2 separate regions of the Urocitellus parryii genome follow, and region 2 is linked to region 1. Evidence: chromatin contacts called from public Hi-C data. All regions are on one chromosome and are shown on one strand. The core of a region is the stretch at or near the end of the contact, and the rest is flanking DNA. Distances in the headings are between cores, read along the strand shown.

Region 1 (5,675 bases), core at 2,372-4,871:
ATGATTTAAGAGGATTCAAAAGAGCCACCTAATCTAACCTGGAAGGACCAGAAAGGGCTTCCTAAAGGAAGCAATGTCTCCACTGAAATCTGAAAAACTGGCAGAAGGAGATGCATAGATACATCAGACAGAGGATATGGCCTAATTGTTATGGGCTGAATTGTGTCCCTTTCATTCTTTTGTTGAAATCCTAATCCCCTGTATTTGGACATAAGGCCTTTAGAGAAGTGATTAAGTTAAAATGAGGCTGTTAGGGTGGGTTCTAATCCAATTTGTCTGGTGTTCTTATGAGAGGGAGTAATGAAGACACACAACAGAGATCCAGGGACACAAACATGCAGAGGAAAGACCATGCAAGAATAGAGCAAGAACAAAAGCCAGCTGCAAGACAAGGCAAGAGGCTCAGGAAAAACCAATCTTTCTAATACCTTGATACTGAAATTCTATTGTTGAAGCTGCCCAGTCCATGCTACTCTGCTATAATAGCCTTAGCAAATTAATATAATAGTGGAGTTGCACTTTGAGAAAATGAACACATCCAGATGAATCCATGGATTCTTTGCAAACATCCTGGAGGCATTCAGAATTCAGAGATACTGCATGTTCTGGTAAGCTTTCATGTGAAAGATGGGTGAAAATTTAGGCAAAAGAAGCAAAGACCATAATCATTTTTGTTGAAACCCAACCATTAGAGTCTAAAAATTTGTATAGCCAAGGAAGATCACACCAGAGCAAATTATTCTAAAAAGAAACAGTGAATCATTAAGAAGCTGCCCTGATAAAGTTCTGGTAACTTACTAGCATTCAACCTCTAGAGGCTTCTAGGAAATAGTCTTCTTTTTCATAAGAAAGGCTAAAATGTACACAATATAAAAAAACAGTATATGGTTTGATAGCAATGATAGGGAAGATATCATGTCATGTGGAATGGCAAGCAGCGTCTGTGAAGCTAACATAAGGCTGGTAGAACACTGGGCCATCAATTCCTCAATGCTAGCCTAAATGATATGTAACCATCTCAGATGCCAGTGATGCTGGAAGAATAAGATTGCTTGTACAGTGCAACACAGGCAGTGTACTTACTAGCTACACATCCTTGAGATATCTTTTCAGCTTTCTGGAAATGTTTCAGCATATGTAAAGGAAGATTAGACTAGAAGAGGTATCTTTTCAATTTCATGTTGTATGATTAAAAAATAAAAATCTTACTGAACATGATCTAACTGACAGTCAAAATCCAACAACATCTAACTTCTGGAAGATTAAACTAAGGAAAAAGAGAAAGACAATGCAGTTAGAGAAACTAGCTGATTTTATATCAAAATATTCCCCAAGCCCTAGAATTATATCCACACACCAGAAGGTATAATTGCATTATGACAGTTAGTTACAGAGAAGGGGTTTTGGTCATGTTCTTTTATAAAACCATAGAAATTATCTTGGGTGTTGAAGAACTGATTTTCTTGGTCCGAAACACAGGTTTAAGAGACAATATGCTGACACCAGACAGTCTTTTTGAAAATCAGAATAGTTGTCAACACAAATTGACTTAGGTTTTTTAAAAAAAAAAAAGTACACAAAGACTGGATGATGGAATAGAAATAGTTTAATCTCAAGGAGAGAGGCTAAAAAAGTTAACAGACAGGGTTAGTGTGATCCAAAAAGTACTCCAATCTCTATGTATTCAGAGAAACAGGGGCTAAGGCCTGATTCCTGATCAAGGTGGGGAGATGATTTGCATTCCTTATGAATACATAAATGAGCTGGTACAATCACATCTGTTAAGGTGGACAAACTCATGTCATTAGCAGGCACTGTAGAAAATAGCAGGATCACACCAACAACTGACCTTGAGACCCAACATGAGCAGAGACTTAACACTTTATCATAATGTTGAGTAGACATATTAATCAAACTTGTGCTTTGGTTTATTTTTTTATAAACATATAATAGTCAAGAGTTGACTCAGGGACACAGGAAACAGGAGTTACTACTAGCACTGATTACATAAAGTTAAAAATATTTATTAAAGGTGGCATACCTAAATGGCTGAGATTATAAAAATAATTGGAAATAAATTAGGAGTAAAAATATCAATACTGTAAAATGATCATACTGATGGTATGATTATAAGCTTTATGTAGGTATTAAATGGAAAACAAACTGACTTGTTTATCAATAGTTACATCATGTTTGGGAATGACAAACTAAGAGAATCTATTAAGATTGAGATGGCCTTTGATTCTACAAAAATGCATGTACACACAAAATCTGCAAATTATCTCAGGGTTCAAAGTGACCATTATGTGGCAAGTGTCAGGCAAGATATTATCAGTCACTCAGAAAGAGGGCCATAACAAAGTCAGGGGGCTATGAATTACTAAAAGCTAAATATTCCTGGTGTGCTGGGTACTGTGCACTTATCAGAGCCCAGATAGTTTCAGCAAACTGTTTGAAAGGGTAAAATTACTCATCCCCAGGTTATCCTCTAAGGAGTTGTGGAGGCGGTGGGGGATCCTGTCAAAAAGTTTTAGGAAGGGCTAGGGATGTGGCTCAAGGGGTAGCGCCCTGGCCTGGGATGCACTGGGCGCTGGGTTCGATCCTCAGCACCACATAAAATATAAAATAAAGATGTTGTGTCCACTGAAAACTAAAAAAAATAAATATTAAAAAACTCTAAGAAAAAAAAAAGTTAGGAAGTTCCGACTTTCTATCCGAAATTATATTCTAGTAGTTTGAAAGTGTTATCTCATTCCCCACCATAATTTCTTCCACTCAATTTATTCAGTAACTATTTCTGGAGTGTCTACTATGTGTCTTCTCCATTTTGCAAATTTGGAAAATCATGCCCCGAAAAAGACCGAATAGCTTTGAAGTGTCAGGAATGGGTCTCAAATCCATTTGTCTGATGTAAAACCTGTAGAGTGAAAAAGACCACTGGGGGACTTCACCTTAGCCTGTTATTGGGACACCTCCTCTGCGACCATGCAAACACACCCAGGTGCCCAAAGGGCTTGGTGTCTGTGTCACCACCAACGTTTGACTAATTTGACTTTGAGTGAGGTGACCCCAATCAAAACACTTCTGTAACAGCTGAATGCGTGAGAGGAGAACAGTCACCTAGGGAAACAAACCTGCTTCGCCCCCTCAGAGAATTCTGCGATGCTGAACTCCTTGTCGAAATAGGCCCAGATAAGGAATGCATAAATTCGAGTCCGAACCCAGTTGATGGGGTTGGAGAATCCCAGAATGATCATCTTGGTTTTCTGGCGTTGCTGGGGCTGCTCCTCCGTGCTGTAGTCGCGCCGAGAGCAAACAGGGTAAGCAGCGAGGGCTGCGGGGAGTCTCGGGGAGCTGAGCAGGGGTCGCCGGCGGCCCGGAGAAGGCAGCACCAGGGCCTCCAAGTTCCAAGTGCGGCGAGGGAACGGCGCCAATCCGGAGCCTAGGCGGCGGCTGCAGAAGTAACAAAGCCCGGCCAACCGCAGCCTCACTTCGGCCGCACCGGGTGCCCGGAGTCGGATAAGCCCGCCGGGAAAGGACCCAGTAAACAGCGGACTGAGTAGCAGACGGGAGGCCAGCGCCATATTTATGACCTTTCACCCCTCTGCTTGCCTGTGCCCGCTGAAAGGAAGCCGATGGGAAACCACCTAGCAGTTTCCGAGCAAGGGACTGGAGAGCAAAGCTGGCCTGTTGCTGCCACCTCTGGTGAATCCGTCCATCGCCGCTCTCTAACACACAAGCCCTTTGGCTTCCATCCCGGCGCACAGACAGCTGTCCTCTGAAGTCCGCCGGACTCGCGGACCTTTTCTCCTCAAGTCGTGTTTCCGAGCGGATCACACGCTGACGTACGCTTTGGAGCCAAAGTTCCGAGGCCTTCGAAGAAGGGAACGTGAGCTACCATGACCGGGCAGCGCATCCCGGTACCTCGGCTCGAGGGCGTTACGCGGGAGCAGTTCATGCAACATTTCTACCCACAGGTGAGGCCCTTATGCGGGGCACATCCGCGGGAAGCCAGGAGATACACGTCCGTACTATACCAGCTCCCAACTGGTTTCTTGTGGCTCAGGGTGTGGGGAAAAGGCAGCAGGCTGCAGCGATGACAAGGTCGGCTCCTCAGCCAAAAGAGAGGGCGCTTGGGGCATGTCGACTGGTTCATTTGTTTAAAATACCGGAGAAAACAACCAACTCATGGTTTCTGCGGGGCGCGCTGACTCCTGGGTGAAGAATCATTTTGCTTAACTTCTTTACTCGCTGCGAAAAGCGGCTTCATACAGAGCTGAGAAGACGTCTCCCATTACCGTGGCCGTGGGTGCTCATCTTCTGCCGGGTTTTCTAAAGTGGAGGGCAGAATTTGCGGCTTCCCTGTTGGTGCGAAGGGCGCCTGTCCATCTACTCCCGAATTGGTAGATTTGGAGGTGAAAACTTTTCACTCCAAGGAGACATCAGGGGAAGCAATAGAAATCTCCAGAAAAAATTTTCACTGGTCTTGGATTTTAACTAACCTGGATTGTATTCCAGACGTTGGAATCCCTCATTTCTTTAAAAGAAAACTCAGAGAAATATTAAGGCGAAAAAAATATTTTTACTTGAATTGTACGAAGAGTCTAGACTTAAAGAAGAATTTAGGAACCCAGCAGGTATTTTAATAATAATAATAATAATAATAATAATAGTAATAATAATAATAATAAAGAAACGTTACAAAAGTGTGTCTAAGGTACGACAAGACAAAACAATAACAAAGATCTCCTAGCAATTTTCCTGGATACTTACATCTATTAGGGCGGTCACAAAACTGCAGTTCTGAGAATTACAAGTCAGGGTTGAAGGGTTTTTGTTGTTGTTGTTGTTGACAACCCACAGGAGACATTCATTCAACATTTAATTTATTTTGGAGAGTAGGGATAGATGGATTGTTCCTGCTCTCCTCTAGTCCCCAATTTCTATATACTAGTCATATAATGCCTACAAGGCATTGTGAAGATAGAATTATGTATGTGGAAGTATTTTGTAAGATGCATAAAAAAAGATATTTTGTAACTTCCTAGACAAGATATAATATGTCACAAAGGAAACATTAAGTTTCATAAAGTAGAAAATTACAAAGAATGTTCTCTGGTTATACTGCAGTAAAACTAAAAATTAATAACAAAATTGGAGAAGAACTTTTTGCCCAAAACACTAAAAAGAAAAAGATGATTGAATATAGTCCTATCAGATTTTTTAACATGCTCTAATAACTATAATTGTGAATGGTACCAGGTACATGAATAGACAGATCAGATGAATAGAAGTCCAGAGAACTCAATATTGTACTTTCTCTCTGTATATATTCAGAAATATATAGTATGTAATGAGCATGGCATTTCAAAATTTATTGGGGCAAAAATTGGTTTTTAAATAGACTTTATTTGTTTTGGTACCAGGAATTGAACCACTGAGCCACATCCCTAGCCCTATTTTGTATTTTATTTAGAGACAGGGTCTCACTGAGTTGCTTAGTGCCTCATTTTTGATGAGACTGGCTTTGAACTCGCAATCCTTCTGCCTCAACCTCCTGAGACACTGGAATTACAGATGTGAGCCACTGCACCCAGCTTAGACTTTATTTTATAAAGAAGTTTTAATTTCACTTTGGAATTGAGCAGAAGACAGAGATTTCTATATACTTCCTA
Region 2 (5,675 bases), core at 1,008-3,507, 500 kb before region 1:
TTCTTTTTCTACAAACAAACAGCTGAGTCCTCTGTTCTTCCTCCATCCTGAAATATTTTCTTCCAACCCTTCAGAAGGTAGGCTTATTTTTAGCTCTCAACTTAAACATCTTTATCAGTGCAGACTTCTCCAGCCAAGCTCAAATATCTACCCAACTTTGTTCTGACTCTTTTCTGCTAGGTAGTTATCACTCTCTGTAACTATTTTGCTTAGGTTTGTTTCTCCCACTTGAACAGAGGATAACAAGTTAAGGCCCATAACTGCCATTTGTTTAACAGAGGATATCAAGTTATGGCCCATAACTGCCATTTGTTTTTCAATGGCTCTACATCTAAGAATGGATGCTATATATTGAAGAGTTTGAAAATGTTAGACCAGGACGCAAGAAAAGACCACTGACTCCAATTAAAATCAAATTAAAGCAAGCTTATTATTTTGACCGGCCGGGCTGCTTCTTCCTCCCAAAACGGTGGGAACAAGACAGCCCTGCAGCTTTCTTGCTGCCCAGCTTTACAGCCCAAAAAGTTACACAAAGCGGGGGTTACAGATAACAGAACTCTGACAAGCATCACACTAATGGTAGTTTACATTTTTTTTGCTGGCCCCAACATCAGAATTTATGAGGACCATTAGAGCCTCAGAGAGGGTCGTTGTCTGGCCAGGGAAGGCCAAGATTTGTGAGGTGTCACTAAAGTTTCAGAGAGGGCTGCTATCTGGTCAGAGAGCCAGGCATGGGTGAGTTCAAGGCACGGGCAGGCATTCCAAGAAGGTTCAGAATTTGCAGTAATTTATAGTAAAGCCAAAATTATCTTTTCATGGCTTTGTGGCAAGATGGCTCCCGATTTTAATAAAAGATCAGGTTGGGTCTATCAAAAAAAACAATAGCACATTTTAAAAGACTATTTCATGACACTTAAAAATATGTGAAATTTGAATTTCAGTGTCCTTAATAAAGCTGGAACATGACTGTTATGGTCTGGCTCTGTGGTGTCCTCTCAAAGTTCATGTTTAGAAAATGCAAGAGTTTAGAGGTGAAATGATTAGGTTATGAGAATCTTCACTTAGTAAATGCATTAATTCACTTGAATGGATTAAGTGGGTGGTAAATAGTAACTGGGCAGGAAGGGTGTGATTGAATAGGGTGGGTCTCTGGGAGTGTGCCTTTGGGGCACATATTTCCTCCCTGATAGTGAAGCTCTCACTGCTTCCTGGTGGCCTTTGGGAGCTGCTTTCCTCCTACTCACCCTCCATGCCTCACCTCAGGTCCAGAACAATGGAGGTGCCTTCTGTGGATGGAGACCTCTGAAACTGTGAGCCCTGAATAAACTTTTCCTTCTCTACACTGTTGTCAGGTCTTTTGGTCATAGTGACAAAAAAGCTGACTAAAACAACAGCATTCATTCATTTCCATATTGTTTATGTCTACTTTCACGCTGTATCAACAGAGTTCATCAATCCTGTATGATCCACGAAGCCTAAAATATTTACAGAAAAACTGTTCTGATCATTGTACTAGATTTAAGCTGCATGAGTTGGCCACATGATCTTGTTCAGTTCTTCACTCCCAGTGTCTGGTTCATAGCTAGTGCTCAGTAATTGCAAATTGAGCAAACCCTTTCCAGTGTCCCTGAGACTGTTAATAGCTGATGATGTAGAGGTAGGCAGGTTTATCTCTCTTTGGCTTCTTCCCTTCAAAAACCCAGACAAATGAATTAGGAACTTATTATTCTGGACTCTGGAGAAGTGCTTTGAAAACAGGACTGTATTTTAATGTCCAGCACAGTCCCTTGTACAAGATAGGGTGCAACCAGAAACCGAAAGAATTCTTTTGGGTTGACTATTAAGGAGAAATTAAGCATTTCAGCAAAGAACTTCTTAGCACAGTGTCAGTTGTACAAAAGTGTTCAGTTAATGTTTGCTCCTGTCTCAATTTTCTTGCTGCACACAGGAATAAAGTCATCTTTTACAGGGTTGTCACAGATAAACAGGAATCCTTTGTGTGAAAAAGACATGTAAATCGCAAACACTACCCAAACAGACTTATCCACAATAAATTAATAAATCTTGGCTTTGGGCAACTTGCCCCGGGGCGAGGAAGAAGTCCCAACTGGAGTGTGCCGACGGGGCGGGGCCGGGGGCGGGGTGGGCAGATCGGGGGCGGGGCCTTTCGTCTTCCTTTCCTCCTGCCGTAGCAGCCCGACCGGCCGCACGGGGGCGCCGCTGGGGCAGCTCTGTTCCACGAGTTGCCCAGCAGCGGAGAAGGCAATCACTTCCGCGTCGGGCCCGGCGGCGTCCGGCTGCTGCGCCGAGGGCCCGGCCGGTCGCAGGTCAGTCGGGAGGCCGCCGCCGCGCCCCGCCCGTGCGAAGGAGCCGGGCGCCGGGTGGGCCGCGGACCGCGGGCCCGGGAGGAGGCGGGGCGCCCCCAGGAGGCCCGGGCCGTGCTGATGATACCGGCGCCCCGGGCTGCAGGCTTGGGCTTCTGACCAATTCGGGGTCCTTGGGCCTTTGGAGACCCCCGCGGGGCTTTCTGGTTTTCCACCCCTTCCTTTTCGTCCCTCTCCGAGGAAGAGTGAGTCCTTTGAGCAGTGTTTCTGCTCCGTCCTAGGGCGGATCCCGAGCCCCTCTCAGACTGAACCAGATTCTGCTGTGGCCTGGGAGTCTGCATTTTCAACCAGCGTCCTTATGGTTTTGATACAGGTGGTCTCAGAACCTCACATCAGGGACACAGCCCCTTTGAGCCATGCCCTTCTCACATAGAAGGAAGCCTAAATGGGTGCATCTGAGGATGGGGTTTGGGGAATACCGCCACAGATCTAGTCTTGAATTGATGATGGTCCTCAGTCTTAGGAGAGATCACCTGGAGGTGGGGGAGGAGCTCTTAGCCCCCGGATTCAGGGTGCTGCTGCCTTCCTGTAGCTATCAGGTCTTCAAATGTACCGCTGCTTCGTGAGTGAAGGGTCCTGGATCAGGAGCCATAAGGGTGGAGCAGTCCTGAAGGAAGTCGCTTCCGGGGTGCAGCTGGAAGAACTTGGGATGGATCCTGCTACCCTGGATTGCAACGGGTTCCATCACTTATGAGTAGGTCCCAATGTGGACCCTGCACACATCACTCTTATTTTTTTATCCAAGTATTTTCATCTGTCAATAGGGTCAGTAATTCCTATCGGATAAGGCTTTTCTGTGAATTGTAGTGGCTGGCACATGCATTCAGTAAATGGGAATTATTAAGGGTGACACCAGCCTTGCCTTCCTCAAGCTTACAAATAAGAAAAAAGTCGCGGTTAAATAAGTGGATAGAAACGTGGGCAGAAGTACAAAGTACATTTGAATAACTGTAAGGATTCTAACTTGGGGTGGGTACTTGGGAAGTTCATGCAAGAAAAGAGATCTGTCAATGCCATGAAGAATAGATAGGATTCCAGGGAGCTGGTAACTAGGGTAGCGGGAACCAGTGCCACCCCATGACTCAGAAGCCATTTTCTCGTGAATCTTTGGAGTGCTGCTCCCAGGACTTCTGGACAGCAAGAAGTCACATCCATAATGGTTTTGTAAGACTGAACTTTTATCCCATAATAGTTTCTGTCTATTGACCATGATCCACATATGTGGTCTTCTCCATTTTATTGGCAACTGCCTAAATAGGATTATCTACAAAAGGATTTGAGTTGATCACATAGTAATAATGGATTGACCTGGATGTAGTTGCGCCTTTGGCAGCCATTTTAAACTTGCTATGAAGTATATAGGTACTGAAAATTCTCATTATTAAGAGCATCTTTCCTAGCACAGTATCATTTCAGGTTCTGTAAAAACACTACAGACACCTATGGTTAACAATCTCCAGAATGGATTAAGGAATAAAACTCTTAAAACATCACCAAAGCTTTAGCCATTTTAGAGTGAAGAAACTGGATACCTTAGAGGTGTCAATTATAGTTCTAGACTACTCTGGCTACAGAATTCTTTTCTCAATTGATAAGTGATATAACTTAAGAATTAGAATTATTTGTTAGTAACTTCTGCTTTTTTGTTTCCTTTAATCTACAAAGTCAGTATCAAGTCAGTAAATACCTTATGGTAAAATTTATTTTATTATGCATATTTGTCATTTATTGCATACTTACTCTGAGCTAGAGACTATTCCAAATACTTTTTATATATTCTGTTATTTATTCCTCTGTTAGTCCTTAATGTAGGCACCATTGCTGCCTCCATTTTATAGATGAGGAAACAAGAAAAGGAAGATAAATAATTTGTCCAAGATCTCAGAACTAAATGGTAAAAGCCTAGCAGCTCAATTCCATGCTATACACAAATGTCCTCTGCAGTCCAGGTAGCTTCTTCATGTCAATACCAAATAACATAAGTGTGCCTCACCTTTGCTTTGTATGGGGACATATGTTTAGTTCTCTAAAGTCATCTCAGCAGCTGTGATTTAGTTGATGATAGGTTATGATCTGTTATAAATTCTCAGGCCAGTTTTCCGACTTCTCAGCATATCTTAAACTTCTTTTTTTTTAATATTTATTTATTTATTTAATATGGTGCTGAGAATCAAACCCAGTGCCTCACATGTGCTAGGCAAGCGCTCTACACTGGACCTCAACCTCAGCCCCAAACTTCTTTTGTATTCTATAAAATATTTCAATTCAACATTGCCAGTTCTAAGGAAGTGATTTAAAATCATATTCAAGTATATTTATTTTATCATTAATTTATTGTTGAAAATGTCAGTGATGATTGTCCTTTGTTTTTACAGAGGAGGTCCTGAACTGCCATTATTTTGAAGTTTGAAAGTGTGAGGCAAACCTTTAGGTGTCCAAGGGAGCAATGGCAGGCCACAAGACAGAAGAGGTGCTCGATATTCTTCGGCTGAATGTGGGTGGCTGTATTTACACAGCCCGGCGAGAGTCTTTGTGCCGTTTTAAGGATTCTATGCTGGCATCTATGTTCAGTGGTCGTTTTCCTCTAAAAACAGATGAATCAGGTAAATTTCTAAAGTCTGGAAGCATGATCATGAATATTCATTAGAATGGGAATCTATTTTAAATTCCCTCTGATTTTCCTAATTACATTGGAATATATTAGTCTACTAATTATTGAGATCATTAGGGCTGTATGGAGATTCATTAAGTACATAGAAATTAAATACGAGTTTCTAAAATCTGTGATGCTGTTGCTGAAAGTTAACAAAGAAGTGAACGCATGAAGGCCAACCAGGACGTGATTATGGGGATTAATAGTATTTTGAAAGTTATTACTGTCATGGGACCTTATGGGTGAAGGTGTTGAGACTGGTTAAATATATTAGCTTCTCTATGTGTTCTTCAAGTTAGAAAATGTGTTTCGCTCTGAAAAGTAGCTGCCCTCATATCCTACAAAGCAGATGTTGTAAAATTAGAGTTGCCCTTGCCACTTGGCCTAGCTGTATTGTGTGGTGTGGTCTGACATGCGTAGTTGAGGAAATGGCAGTGTGGTGATACCTTTGGTCTCCAAAGTTGATGTTTTAGAAGAAACTATAAAATATAATAATATGGTCTGGGTCTGTTCTCTTTTCTTCAAGTATTGTGACAGTCACTGAACCTACTACTGGTTTATCTTTATCACCCCAAGAGTGGCTTTTGCACTATTTGTGAGTCTCAGAACCCACTCTAGTTCTGTATTAGAGAACTGGG

What was found. A called contact is a pair of places that touch in the nucleus more often than the background predicts.
Region 2: a Hi-C map of muscle shows a contact between it and region 1, with 4 times the contacts expected there. The contact joins the promoter of Kctd18 here to the promoter of Maip1 in region 1. A contact is called at or near these places in 2 of 2 Hi-C or Micro-C datasets (liver and muscle).

Annotation. Positions count from the first base shown.
Region 1 is chr1:248,988,765-248,994,439 of mUroPar1.hap1, reverse strand. Maip1 (matrix AAA peptidase interacting protein 1) reads right to left here and starts at 3,621. Exons shown (of 5, transcript XM_026399301.2): 1 at 3,135-3,621. The coding sequence starts at 3,584. It overlaps Tyw5 (tRNA-yW synthesizing protein 5), which reads left to right and starts at 3,691. Exons shown (of 8, transcript XM_026399300.2): 1 at 3,691-3,977. The coding sequence starts at 3,900.
Region 2 is chr1:249,489,390-249,495,064 of mUroPar1.hap1, reverse strand. It overlaps Kctd18 (potassium channel tetramerization domain containing 18), which reads left to right and starts at 2,257. Exons shown (of 6, transcript XM_026399314.2): 1 at 2,257-2,327; 2 at 4,760-4,987. The coding sequence starts at 4,831.